Regions from separate parts of the Zea mays genome. Here region 2 is linked to region 1. A link is a contact called in public Hi-C data. All regions are on one chromosome and are shown on one strand. The core of a region is the stretch at or near the end of the contact, and the rest is flanking DNA. Distances in the headings are between cores, read along the strand shown.

The links. Hi-C and Micro-C count contacts between places; a contact is called where the count stands out from the background.
Region 2: a Hi-C map of ear shows a contact between it and region 1, with 2.6 times the contacts expected there. The contact joins the promoter of LOC606421 here to the promoter of LOC100284057 in region 1. A contact is called at or near these places in 6 of 25 Hi-C or Micro-C datasets (bundle sheath, ear, leaf and 2 more).

The regions. Positions count from the first base shown.
Region 1 is chr1:222,833,814-222,840,408 of Zm-B73-REFERENCE-NAM-5.0, reverse strand. It overlaps LOC100284057, which reads left to right and starts at 3,882. Exons shown (of 9, transcript NM_001156955.2): 1 at 3,882-4,269; 2 at 4,396-4,490; 3 at 4,595-4,726. The coding sequence starts at 4,084.
Region 2 is chr1:222,991,085-222,997,679 of Zm-B73-REFERENCE-NAM-5.0, reverse strand. LOC606421 (adenosine 5'-phosphosulfate reductase-like 5) reads right to left here and starts at 4,086. Exons shown (of 4, transcript NM_001112296.1): 1 at 3,660-4,086. The coding sequence starts at 3,869.

The sequences.
Region 1 (6,595 bases), core at 2,633-5,132:
TCAAAAAGAGTACTCGTTGATACTAAGTCACGGGTAAAAGAGTATTGTGCATATCGCTTGCTGTGTCCAAAGAGAAGAGATCAGAATAGATTTGCTTCAGTGTATTTCGTGTGCTTTCTTTGCCTTTGTCCAGGTTATGGTTTCCCTGTTCTGTTTATATGCACATAACATGTCTATGTTAGCTTCCAATTTCTATTTCTATATAACAATTCTTCTAAATATTAAAGCAGGACGCATAGCTGCAACCTCGCTCGCCCACGTCACCATAATTTTTACCAACCCCACGTTTAAGATCCGACAGCACTGGACTGTTCCATTCTCCCTCTGCCTCCCGTCCAATCGCTCCGGACAATCTGGAAGCTACGCGGCTCCTCTGGTCCCCACGAGCGCAGGCCACAAACTCACCTTCTCCCACGAACGGTGAAGCCGCGACGGCGCGACGACTCCACAGCCCCAGTCCTCCTCCACTCACCCCGCCACACACCCATCGGCGGTCGGCCACCGCCTTTCTCCTCCGTGTGCGGCTGTGGTCTGCCCCAGTAGCTAGAGCAGCATAGTCGCACATCCAGCCCGGGCAACCCCTCCCGCGGGCTTCCCCATGCACTGTGGGGCACTGCGGTAGCAGGCCCTCAGCAGATCTTGCGTGGCTGTCCTCACCAGTCGCCAGCGGCCGCCTCACCCGGTCGACCTTCTCAGACAGCACCCAAGCAACCGGCCGAAGTGAGCAGTGACTCAGTTAGGTGAGCCTAACAGCTTAATCGCCCAAACACAAGTAAGAGCAAGCAATGTCTTCAATATTGATTAATTTTTTTCAATATTTCAAATGTTTATCGATATTATTGAGCATAATATCTGTAAATTTATGATTAAACGAGATTTTCTGTTTGCTAAATGGTTGCTTGGCAAAGATTTCTGATCAGAAGCAAACAAACTTAATCTTCAATAGCAATTTCGTTTCACACATGGCCCTGATCCATGTCTCGGTTTTACTTTCAACCGGAGGATTTGGAAATCTGGAACCAAGGAATCAGATACAGAGAAATAGAACATATATAATAGAGTAGTTTAGGGTAGATTTAGAGTTTGTTATTTTAGCCCCATGGTGGATGTTGTCTCTTCTAAACATTGGCACTACTACTTTCTATATATTAAGAGTGGGAGCCAATCTGGAATGCTAGACCATCCACATCATTTTTACGCCGTTCGATCGTCCATTAACTGTCTGAATGTATCAGTCACATATGAGTTTAATTGTATGATTGTCTTTTAATATCGCAGGATTGTGTTCATTGGATTTGACTACCTGATTGTGTCGATTAAATTTGAGTTCATTTTGTTTGCGAGCTAGAATGAAAAACAAAAATTTTAGTTGCTCAAACAGGATTTACACTGGTTGCCTGCATATATATTGCCAGGATCCTCACGTCGTTGTTTCATATTTCATCCGCACGAATGGTTCTCGACGGCGAGGAGACAACCTCTGAATTTTAGGCCACAACCAACTGTGGTCGAAGGAGCAAGTATTTTTACATACTTCTGCCTGACTCCACTCCAACCTTGCTGGATGCCGCAGTGCGTCGGCTCAGTTGGCGCTCACTATTGATCTGAAAACAACCACCGTGACATGTTTTGGGACACTATCTCTATTGCAAATAATAAAACATACTTATCTTCAAACATTTAGTAACTATGTTAAATAGAAAACGGTCACCATGCATTCACTTATCACCAGAAGGTGCTGCTTCTTAGGCAAAGATACATATTTTAATGTACGTTCATTTCAGGTAACAAAGAAAATTAATTTCTCTTGCATGATGAGACAACAATACAGATGCATCCCTTTTGAATACATATTTATGTTCCATCTATCTTCTTAATTGTAGGTGTACTTGGTAATTAATTGCATTGTATAATAAATTGTAACTGATTCATATCTCTAACTTCGAATTGCAAACTTTTGAACGAATAATACTCAGTTCTGTGTTTTATCATGAAACCAGCGAGGAACAAAGAATAAAAGCAAAAAAGGATTGTCGTTATTTGTATAGAATTGCATTGTTTTGTCAGTACTGATATAATATCTATAATGTGCTTTCCCTAATAGTACCATATTTACATTGAAGTTATAATATTTATTCGAATGTCTTTTAATCAACATATATCTTATTCCTAGATTCTTAGGCTCTTTTGCTCATTCTATTGTGTGCTTTCCCTTTCATATCATGTATTGAAATGATAATATTTATTTTGATGCCATTTACACAGCAAAATATTTCATTCCTAGCTTTCTAACATTTCTTGGTGTAGCCTTGGAACTAGACAAAGGAGAAAATAAAAATTATGTTTCTTTCTTTTTTGCATATGGTCCAATAATGACAAACAATTCATATTATACAACCACCATAATTGTTTCCATACTTATCAGTTAACTGTTTTTTCCTCCTTGATTTACTAAACTTGCTTCATCTCAACCTTTTATATATGCTTCCGGTTATATTCGTCATATGTTACATAGAAAGGTAATATGTTTTCTTCTGTTCATAAATTTTGAAGTTGTGCAATGCTTCAATAGTTCAAATAATAATCATTGTAGTTAAATTTCTTACAAGTATTGTAGATGAACGGAATGGTTAACCCGTATACACTTCTTTAAAATCATTAATTCGTACTTTATAGATACAAAACATATTGTTTTAACAAGTAACACCACATGTCCGTCATGCGGGTACCTCTATATTTGTTACATCTTTATGTGTACCAATATGATTATAGACCATATATGTCCTACAAAATGATGTGCCTCAAGCTGATGCAACACCTCGCAAAATTGCCTTTAAAGTTCCTCTTCGTCTTTATGCAGAAAGAACACTTATATCATTTTATATGTAAGTATCTACTAAATCAACTTATATCACTCATCTAAGCAATTATGATTATTGACAAATACAATTAAATTTAACTTAATTACAATTAAAAACGCGCGCTGGCGTGCGCCAGTTACTAGTTTTAATATAAAGCGCGAGGTCACAATAAATACAAGAAAATATAATACAATAATAAAATTACCATCATGTACTTAAATAAAGCACTTTCAAGTCTAGTAGCATATGACTATAGAATCAATGCATGCATGATGACAGGCTTTTGCATTCTTAGCGTACTCATGTTACTTGACATAGTAAACATAATTAGTGTCCTTCTAATCCTTCTCAAGTTTTCAGGCGAATTATGAATACATGTATCAAAAATAACAATTCATAAAAGCTATAAATATAAACCATAAAAGCTTCAAACAACTCTAAACTATGTAGCATTAGATATATCTTGATTTTACAAAAATAATAAAATTAGTTTTGTAATTTTCTAAGTTAAGATAATTTTATTATGTATTTACAAAGATTAGTTTAGATTTGATATATTTTAAAAAGCACTGTATATTTTATTGATGGTAAAATAATACGGTAATTTTTGGAAACGGCTGAAAGATGGAAAGATATTTAAACCGTTTTTGTTTGGAACAATTGGATCTATACCATTAAAAGATCCAAACTTTAGATATATACCATGGATCTTACATGTCATTGACTCATGTGGACCCACATGTAAGTGAGATAGTAATGGTATGAATCCAAAGTGGTGATCTTTTAATGGTATGGATCCAAATTTCCCTTTTTGTTTTGGTATCGTAATATTTCTATCGATTTTGTTTCCGTTTTCGTTTTTATTTAGCTCTGAATTTTGATAAAGTTTTGAAAACTAATATTATCTTTTTCGTTTTCATCCCAGACACATCAGCTCTCACTGTACGCACGTCACCACAAATTGTGTGTGCCTTGGCGTGTCGTGGAGGCCCCGGGCACGCACGCCGCACAGTGGCATCAGCTCTCAGTGCGCGCACGTCACCACAAATTGTGTGCCTTGTCGTGGAGGCCCCGGGCACGTACGCCGCACAGGGCACACCTGCTCCCTCCGGCCTGCTCTGCTCACTGCTTTGATTCCGCTTCGGCGCTTCGCCGCCTCCGGTTTTCTCTCCGCGCCTCCAGTCTCCAGGGACGCACCACCTCTCCCAAGTCCCAATCTCCCATGGCGGCGCTGGGCACGGCGATCACCCCCGCAGCAGCTACCACGGCGCCGTGCTGCTATAATCGGCATCCGCGGAGCCACATCACGGCGCGCCGTAACCGGGTTGCCTCCGCGAGGAGGCTTGACCTGTGCGCCAGCTCCTCACCTGCCGTCACCGCTCCCGACATACCAGACGAGGCGCTGGTGGTGAGCTCCCCGGACCCGCCCCGCCGCGCTGAAGCATTCCGTCGAGCAGGCGGAGAACCCGCCCACTCAGAAGTCCACACACTCCGCTGAGAAGGCGGCTAGTTAAAAGCATGCTTTCCTTTTCAGGAACCCTTGGTGGCGCCGGCGCCGGAGACGAAGCTCAGGAAGCTGGCGTGTCCAATCTGCTACTACCCCCTGGCGAGCTCGAGCGATCAGTTGGAGTAAGTGGTCTTTCCTCCCCATTTCGTCCCGCATTACCTGACCTGCCACTGCTAACTGGTTATCACGCAGGTTCTCAAATTGATGGTTGTTTGTTCATCTCCAGTGATGCTACCAGTCTCGAATGTCCAACGTGCAAGAAATGCTACCCCAACAAGCAAGATTACTGGGATCTTACAGTGTCAGTTGGTTCGACAGAGTACTCCGAGTCCATGCCAGTGGCAACAGAGTTGTTTAGGTAAAGAGGTTCGTTTGTTTCTTCTGGGATTAGCTGTCCTGCTATGTTTGGGAGCAAGAGGATTAGAGAACATTGGAGGGCTAATATCCTTTTGCTATTCAATTGATTGAATAGTAAGGGGATATTAGTCCCTTCAATCCGCTTCTCCTAGACACATCCCAAATCTAGGTGAAATGAGGAGGCGAGGAAATTAATTAACAGATGAAATTGATCTTCCGTGGCTTAAAATTATAGTGTCTGAAGGACCGGTGAGATGACTAGAGAGAGGTGAATGGGAGCCTATCAAATTTTGCTGCTTAGAACTGGAAATTAAGCACTTAAATTTAATCGAGATGAAGAAATCGCTCAAACCAAAAGCACATTAGCCAACCAGTGATCTCATGATTTTGAAATGTTTTTATGACTCACACGAGACCAAATCGAAAGGCTCGCAAATCGAACACCGAAAAGTCAAAATCGGTTCAAAATGTTAGAATACCCGTTTAGGGCGTTTAGGGTTTGGGGTTTTCCCCGTGTAATTACTATCTCACCCCTCTGTAATGGGACTGGCCCAGTTTACCCACGTCTATTAATACATCACCCAACCCTGTTAGGGTTAGGGTTTTCACCATTCAACACAAAACCGTGTCACTAACTAGTGCTGTTTTCAACAGCTTGAAATTCAGTTTTCGAATGCGAAACTGAACCAAACGGACTCCGATTGAGCTGAAATCTTACACACACTTTGACAAATGAGTTTCCAAGGTCTCCACAAATTTTGAACTCAAATGGATTTATAAATCAATCGCAGATCAGAAAACACATATTAGACTGAGGTTTAGTTGGGGCTTCCAAACAAATTCAGATTGGATCACAACCACAAACTGCTCAAATCAGATGATTGTAGTGGTCTACAGAGTGATCTTTACCTCAAGGCATCTCCAAACAATCTCGAACTCAAGAACTCGATGGTTCTTCCACAAATCGAGAACAAGGGAAGGGAAGAGTCGAAGGCAAAATCAAATAAAAATCTGCAGCATATCAAAACTGAGCACAAGATTTGAACCAACCCTGTGGATGGGTCCGGCCACCCTTCCTTCGAATAATGAGTTGAAGATTACAAGAACATAGATGCGAACAAAACACCTGCGGATCTCCGGCTACACTAGGGAATGAAACTAGGGTATTCTAAACAAAAACCAAATGAACTTAGCCAAAAGAGATGGTTGTCCACAACAACCAACCCATCTATTTAAAGAGAGTTATTTCACTAGTCTAAACTACCCCTAAATACATAAAGCCTATCCACTTAGCCTAGGGTGAAATGGATTATCTCCTGTGGTTTTGATCTGACGGCCACATGCTCCATACGAAGTTGCTTCGCCTCGAGCCCTCGACGCATTCTTCGCGATGATGCCACATGTCGCATTTATTTCTCGTCGAAACCGCACCGCCGAGTTTTGAGGTCCAAACTCAGCAAAACCAGCAGCTGGGTGGTTTTGAGGCCCAACCATTGAAATCGCTGTGAGTAGCGTATTGCATGCGCGTTGGACATGTGTCCCGCCAGTCCTTGACCGCGCTGGTGACACGCTCCGCCCTATCACGTCCTCGCGTCTGTGCGTGTGCTAGGTGTTAGTTAGGTGGTCTGAGTAGTACTCCTCAGTCATGGGTTCGACTTCCAGTGGGAGCGAATTGGTATGGGTGAACCGACTAATGGTGGTCATGTGGGTTGGGTCTCAAAGCACGGGTCAAAGCCCGAACTCCTCATATGGGGTGGCATCCCATTTTATAAGGGATCCATCTTTCATGGTTTTTCTCAGCCGGGCTTCGGTTGAGCTCTTCTTGGTGAAATACTGTGGGGGTAGCCTTCCTCCAGTTTTTTAAAGGTTG
Region 2 (6,595 bases), core at 2,837-5,336, 160 kb before region 1:
CGCATGGTGCGAGTGGAGGCGTCTGGGCCGTGAAGGGCACGAGCAGGGCCAACCGGAGTGGAGGAAGAACAGGATCGGGGTCAAGGAGGGAGTCGAGATCGGTAGGCGAGGAGGATCTAGCAAGGGGAGAGTCATCTTCATAAAAAACGACATGACGAGATATGAGAATGCGGTGGGTGAGGAGGTCAAGGCAGCGACACCCCTTGTGGTCAGAGGAGTAACCAAGGAAAAGACAATAGGTGGAGCGATGGGAGAGTTTGTGGGGAGCGGTGGCAGAGGTGTTGGGATAGCAGGCACAGCCAAATACACGAAGGTGGTAATAGGAGAGGGTTGTGCCATATAGGGCAAAGTGGGGAGTGGGGTGGCTCAGCACCTTCAAGGGAAGGCGGTTGAGGAGATGGGTAGCGATGTTTAGGGCCTCTAGCCAGCAGCTGGCAAGGAGAGACACTTGAAAGAGGAGGCAGCGGATCATGTTGGTTGTGGTGCAAATGATTCGATTGACCCAGCCGTTATGGGGAGAAGTGTAAGGGCACGAGAGGCGCAACTGAACGTCGTGGGAGAGGAAGGAGCGAGACGCGGTGTTGTCGAACTCTCGACCGTTATCATTAAAGGGCACAAACCGGGCGACGAAATTGGGTGGAGACCCAGGCGAAGAAGTGTGTGAGGGTGGAAAAGGTGTCGAACTTCAACCAAAGCGGGAAAGTCCAAAGAAAGTGAGAGAAGTCATCTAGAATGACCAAGTAGTATTTGTAACCATAGAGGCTGGAGACAGGAGAAGTCCAGAGATCACAATGAACAAGATCAAAGGCTTGAGCAGCCCTAGACGTGGAAGTGGAAAAAGGAAGACGAGAGTGACAACCACTGTTTAAAAGGCGTCGCCTACGCCTAGGCGTCCAGGCGGCAGTCCAACGCCTTGTATCGCCATACCGCTTTAAAAACCATGGTGACAACCGAGCTGACAAGCATGACAGAGGCGCTCAGAGGAGCCCCGGCTACAAGAGATATCTGAGCGGCTAGAAAGCTAGGACATCACGTCAGGTCCAGGGTGCCCGAGACGACGATGCCAAATGGTGGAGGTGGTGGTAGTAGCAAGAGCATGGGGGAGGATACACTGGTGGGGGAAGTGGATGGCAAGTGAATAGAGTAGAGGGGGTCGGAGCTGCCACAGCGAGCGAGCACGTCACGAGTGGGAAGGTGTCGTATGGTGAGCCCCCAGGGATCAAACTCCATAGAACAGTGGTTGTCACTAGTGAAGTGACGAACCGAGAGAAGGGGATGAGTCAAATGGGGAGCAACAAGAACGTCGTTAAGGTAGAAGGGTCCCGAAAAAACCGATACACCACCTACTGAGGTGGCCGGGAGGGTAGAACCGTTCCCCACAACGAAAGAAGAAGGATGTGAGGGGTGTGGAGGATGGTAGTGAGATAATGAGGTAGTGGTAGGAGTGGTGTGGAAGGAAGCTCCGAAGTTGAACACCCAATCGGTGGGAGAGGGAGGGTGGCAAAGGCACGTGGTGCGAGGAGAGAGCCAGGGGAGGTGCTCCGACAGAGCCACTAGGAGGGGAGGGAGACAACAAGGTCTCGATCACCAGGAAGGCAATCACAGCAAAGGGGAAGACAAGTGGTCCAGGCTCGTAGCGGCCCGCCTGAGGATGGATCTCTACATGGTCGTGGAGAAAAGGGTCCATGGCCCGATCAAAAGCCACAAAGGTTACCCGGATAAGCTGGCCATCATGAAGGCTGACGCGCACAAAGATTGTGGTGGAACTGGACAGAGCCGGGAAAGAAGTGGCACCGACGGCCAGGGCAAAGGCAGGGCACCCGACGACAAGAGGAGGGACGACATGGAGAGTCGGGGCCATGCGCAGGCTAGGATAAAGAATAGACACGGTGGCGGCGCCGAGAAGGCCGAGGGCCACAGGAGCAACGAACGAGGGAAGGCTCTTAAGAGGGGGGCACATAGGTGATGGCGGCGGGCCAGAGGGTCATGGTCAGCGCCACAGGCGCAAAGCGAGGCAACGCAGCCACCATGGGGAGGACATGGGTGCCCGCGCCCGTGGCGTAGAGGGCCACCGATGCAGTGGGAAGGGGAGTAGCAGGGGACACGCCGACGGTGGAAGAAGTTGTTGGCACAGCAGCCATGCCTAGGAAGAAGACAGGAGGGGTGCTGCTGCAAGGAGCGGGCCAGCAGCGGGGAGGTCTAGCAGAGCAGTGGGGAAACTCAGGGGAAGCGTTGCCGCCGTCGTCGATGCAGATGCAACAGGAGAGCGGTGGAGCCCTATGCTGCTACAAGAGCCAGATCGCGGTGGGCTCCTAAGGAATCGAAGGCACCAGGAGCTCCCAGGATTGCGTCTTCTCGCGTCGATAAGGAGGGAAGGGAAGGAGTCGGGACGTGCGGATGCGGGCTCCCTCCTCTTCTCCGGCGGCTGGGCGCTGTGAAGGAGCCGCTGCTGGCGGATCCAGCGGCGGGGAGGAGTATGGGAGGCGCTGGTGCTGGCGCCCTCCTCTTCTCCGGCGACTAGATGCTGGAGCAGAGATGGTGGAGGTGTGAGGAGTAGGAAAGGGTTGGATCTAGATCTGGGGAGGAGAAGGTCAGCGGCCTAGGGTGACCAGCGGTGAGCAGAGGTGGCCGGCGGGCTGAGCAAGAGGTGACCGGCGGCTGTGGGTGGGAGAGAGGGGAGAGAGAACTAAACCTATCTCTGGTACCAGGTTAGAATGTGGGAAACCCTAAGCAGGGCTGGAAATGTATTAATATAGACAAAGTAGTTGGGCCAAGCACATTACACAAGGGTATACAGTTAATTACATGAGGACTAACCCAAAACCCTAACGAGGTTGCTAACATTTAATCTAACTTTTGACAGCAGATAGCAATAGATAGTCAATTGACAGAGAAGAAATCAAGAAAACATGCACTTATTAGTGGGAATATTTATCATTATGGTGTGTGCATACAAAATAAAAGAGATTCCACATGCAGACCAGCTTTTGCATGGATATCATACAGAAATGGAAATCATACCCTGAGGGTGGTACAGTATAAAAAAAGACATGCTACTCATTTTAAACCTGTGCATGTATCTACTACATTCAGTACGGGCCTACAGAGTGCCCAGCACAGATCCAACATAAGAGTCCAGCTGAACTGGAATGAACTAAACGATCATGGATAGTCATAGGTAACAGAAAATAATCCCTACTCTTATAGTCAGGTAGTTATAACTCATGTCTGGTGTCATCGAATTACTACCAGAGTACCAGCACCACAAGCATCAACACCTAAGATATTCAACAGAATATTCCCAGAGGCGGTTGCAGGGACACCAGCTGCTTAAGCTTTCAAGGTAACAGATCGACACAGAGTTCAGTCAGTTTTGGCATCGGCACTGAAACTACTGAACATCATTTTCGAAAACCGAAAAAGGAGTTTGCAATTGTAACTTATAAAGCTGCAATATATGAAGTATTCATCGTGGGCAGAGCTTAGATCGACCATTAGCATGGGATTACGGCTTCAGGAGTCAATCAAATCACAAAGGTGGATAGAACCAAAACGACATTAAATTCCCTCGCTCCAAACGCCAGCCTGGCAGCGCAAGCAACCGGACCCAAATTTTCTGCTAGAGTGATGGCGAAATTTAACGACAAAGCGAAGCCCACCTCCACGAAGCCGGCGCGGTGACCCCGGAGCCCTGGGGCGTCCACCGCTCGACAGGTGGACGCCTGCTGCAGGATGACGGCGGCGACGGGCGGCCTCTGGCAGACCGGCCCCTGGCCAGCAACGGTGAGGAGGGGGAGGAGGAGGAGCGCCGCCGCCGACGACATGGCCGCGCCCGCCGGAGGAAACCCTAGCAGATCGCGAGCCCGCATGGCGCGAGACGTCGCGAGGCCTCTGGTTCCGAGCGAGCGGAGGGAGGAGGACCCGGCGGGGCCGCGGGGCGCGGTAGTGGGGGTAGGGCAACGGTATGGGAGGAGGGAGGGGAGCCGGAAACGACGGCGAGCTAGCTCGGTCGCCCCGTTTTTCGCTCTCTCCCCGTCTGGTTGTGGGCTTGTGGCAATGTGGCCGTGTGGCACCGCTCGAGAAAAAAAAAAGCGCTGGCTCAGACTTGGCTCCGAGAGCCTCGTGAGTTTAAATGAGTCTAAAACGAACTTTTTTTCTTCCTCACGTGAGGCAAACCTAAGCGGCTCCCAAGGGACTTAATGATATGATGCTGCGATGGAGTGTTTTGCAACATGCCACAATCCAACAAAGTTGTCTTCTTATTCCGGTTCATTGTTAGCATCCTTATTGTTGTCATTGTTTTCTTCCTCCTCTTCATCATCATCATTGTCTTTATCATCACCAAAATCAACGGGGTCATCATCTCCAGGAACAGTGGCTTGAGCTACCGGCACCGGTGGCATTGAAGATGAAGCTCCAGCAGCAAAGGCATGAGAATCTGATAATGGAGTGGGTGTCGCCAGAATCTCCTCAGAGCTGTCCTACAAGATCATACCATTCCTCACTTGAAGGTGGTGCAGCTCCACAGAGACTTCTTCCACCACAACTAGGTAGAAAGGAGCCTGCTGAGGTGGAGGGATACGGTTGATGTTCACACAGGTGGTCTGGAAAGTCCGCACCATCTACAAGAAGAAAGTGTCACCTTAGTAGAATTTTTAAAGAGACAAGATTAATAAAATAAATTTGTAATAGCAAAATAAGCATATTTTAAATAGATTGGGCTTTCTATTTCTAACTAGTCTAACGACCTATAGCCAGCATAGCACTGATACCACTTCTATCACACCCGTTTTAGGGGCAAAACCAAATGCATAGCTGTGATATCCTGGCGCCTGGGATGGTGATATCTTGGCCGAATGCTTAATAGAATTAATAGAGTATCCATACCAACAAGGCGCATCTTTTTTTTCGGAAGTCTATCTCGAAAGAACCTCCAGGTTAAGCATGATTGGCTTGTAGCAATTTGGGATGGGTGACCGACCAGGAAGTTTTCTCGGGTGCGCATGAGTGAGGACAACGTGCGTATAAAAGACTCGTATTAGACCGTGGGGACAATATATGATCCTAGAGAGATGTCAGGAGTACGTATCGCCAGTCCGGGATTGGACGGGGTGTTATAAGTGGTATCAGAGCCAACCCTCATGGTTTTACGGGCGTGTGTGGGCTAGGGATTCGGGTATATGGTGCATGGCACATGTGGGGCCAGAGTGGTCACATGGCATGACATATGACGACACTAGACATACAAACATGGCCAAGAGGGGAGATTCCTGGATTGGGGTTGATCGACGAGGACGTCGGTCTTCTAAGGGGGTGGATTGTGATATCCTCGCCCTAGGATGGTGATATCCTAGCCCAAGGCTTAATAGAATTAATAGAGTATCCATACCAACAAGGTGCATCTTCTTTTTCGGAAGCCTGTCTCGAAAGAACCTCCAGGTTAAGCGTGCTTGGCTTGTAGCAATTTTGGATGTGCGACTGTTGGGGACTTGTTCTCAAATGCTATGAATTAAGAATAAGGCAACACAAAATGTTAAAGGTTAATGTCCTTCGTCCTTCGAAATATTATTTCTTTTAGGATATAATGATCTTCAGACGAAGGTCATGAAGGACATACCTTCATCAACGCGGTATGCCGATATATGTTAACAAAAGAAGAAACATATGAAATATAAGAGATAACATAAACAATCATATAACATTATTAATTCATTCTCATTATATTATCATGGAAAGACAGAAACAATATTGAATTACAAATATACCTTTGGCTTGATAGAAGGCAAAAGTACAAGCGTGATGCATAAGCGAGTACAAGCCAGCGTGAACAGTACGGGGGTACTATTCATCTATTTATAGGCACAGGACGTAGCCTGTGTAAATTTACATTCATGCCTTTTATATTTACTATTGACTTATGGATAAACCAACGAGGACTAAATAGCCTTTTCCCCTTTAGGTCGGTTCCTTTTTCCGCCACTTAGTCGAAGCTCCCTTGCACGTAGCTTCGGAGCAACACTAGCCTTCATCACGACCATGCTCTTCATATTGTATATGCTTTTAACCCGAGTCCGAAGGTACCTGTTCATATGTCACACTTGGAAGACATTGTTTGTTGGGGGCCTTCGGCTTCCGAAGGTCCTCAAGAAACATGATTTAACAATGTTTCTGGAGTAAAGGACATTAACAGGTATCTTAGAACTCGGATCAGAGCCACGGTACGAAGAAGCACAAAGGACACGAAGGTTGGCGCAGAGCCGAAGCTGTGTGTAGAAGAGCTTCGGCATCACGGCGGGAGGGGGAAACCGACTTAAAGATGAAAAGCCAAACTAGACCTTGAAGAATTACTATAGGGTTATTGATAAATGTAAAGGGCATTATTGTAATCTTCCATGGGCTGCGACCCGTATCTATAAATAGGTGAACAGTATCCCTGTACTGTTCACGTGGATTTTGATATTGGCTTTTGCGTCACACTTGTACCTTTACCTTCTCACGAGCGAAAGGTACATTTGTAATTTGATACCATTTCTATTTTCCCATCATAAAAAATGGAAATGATTCAACAATAATACACAACTGTTTATGTTATTTT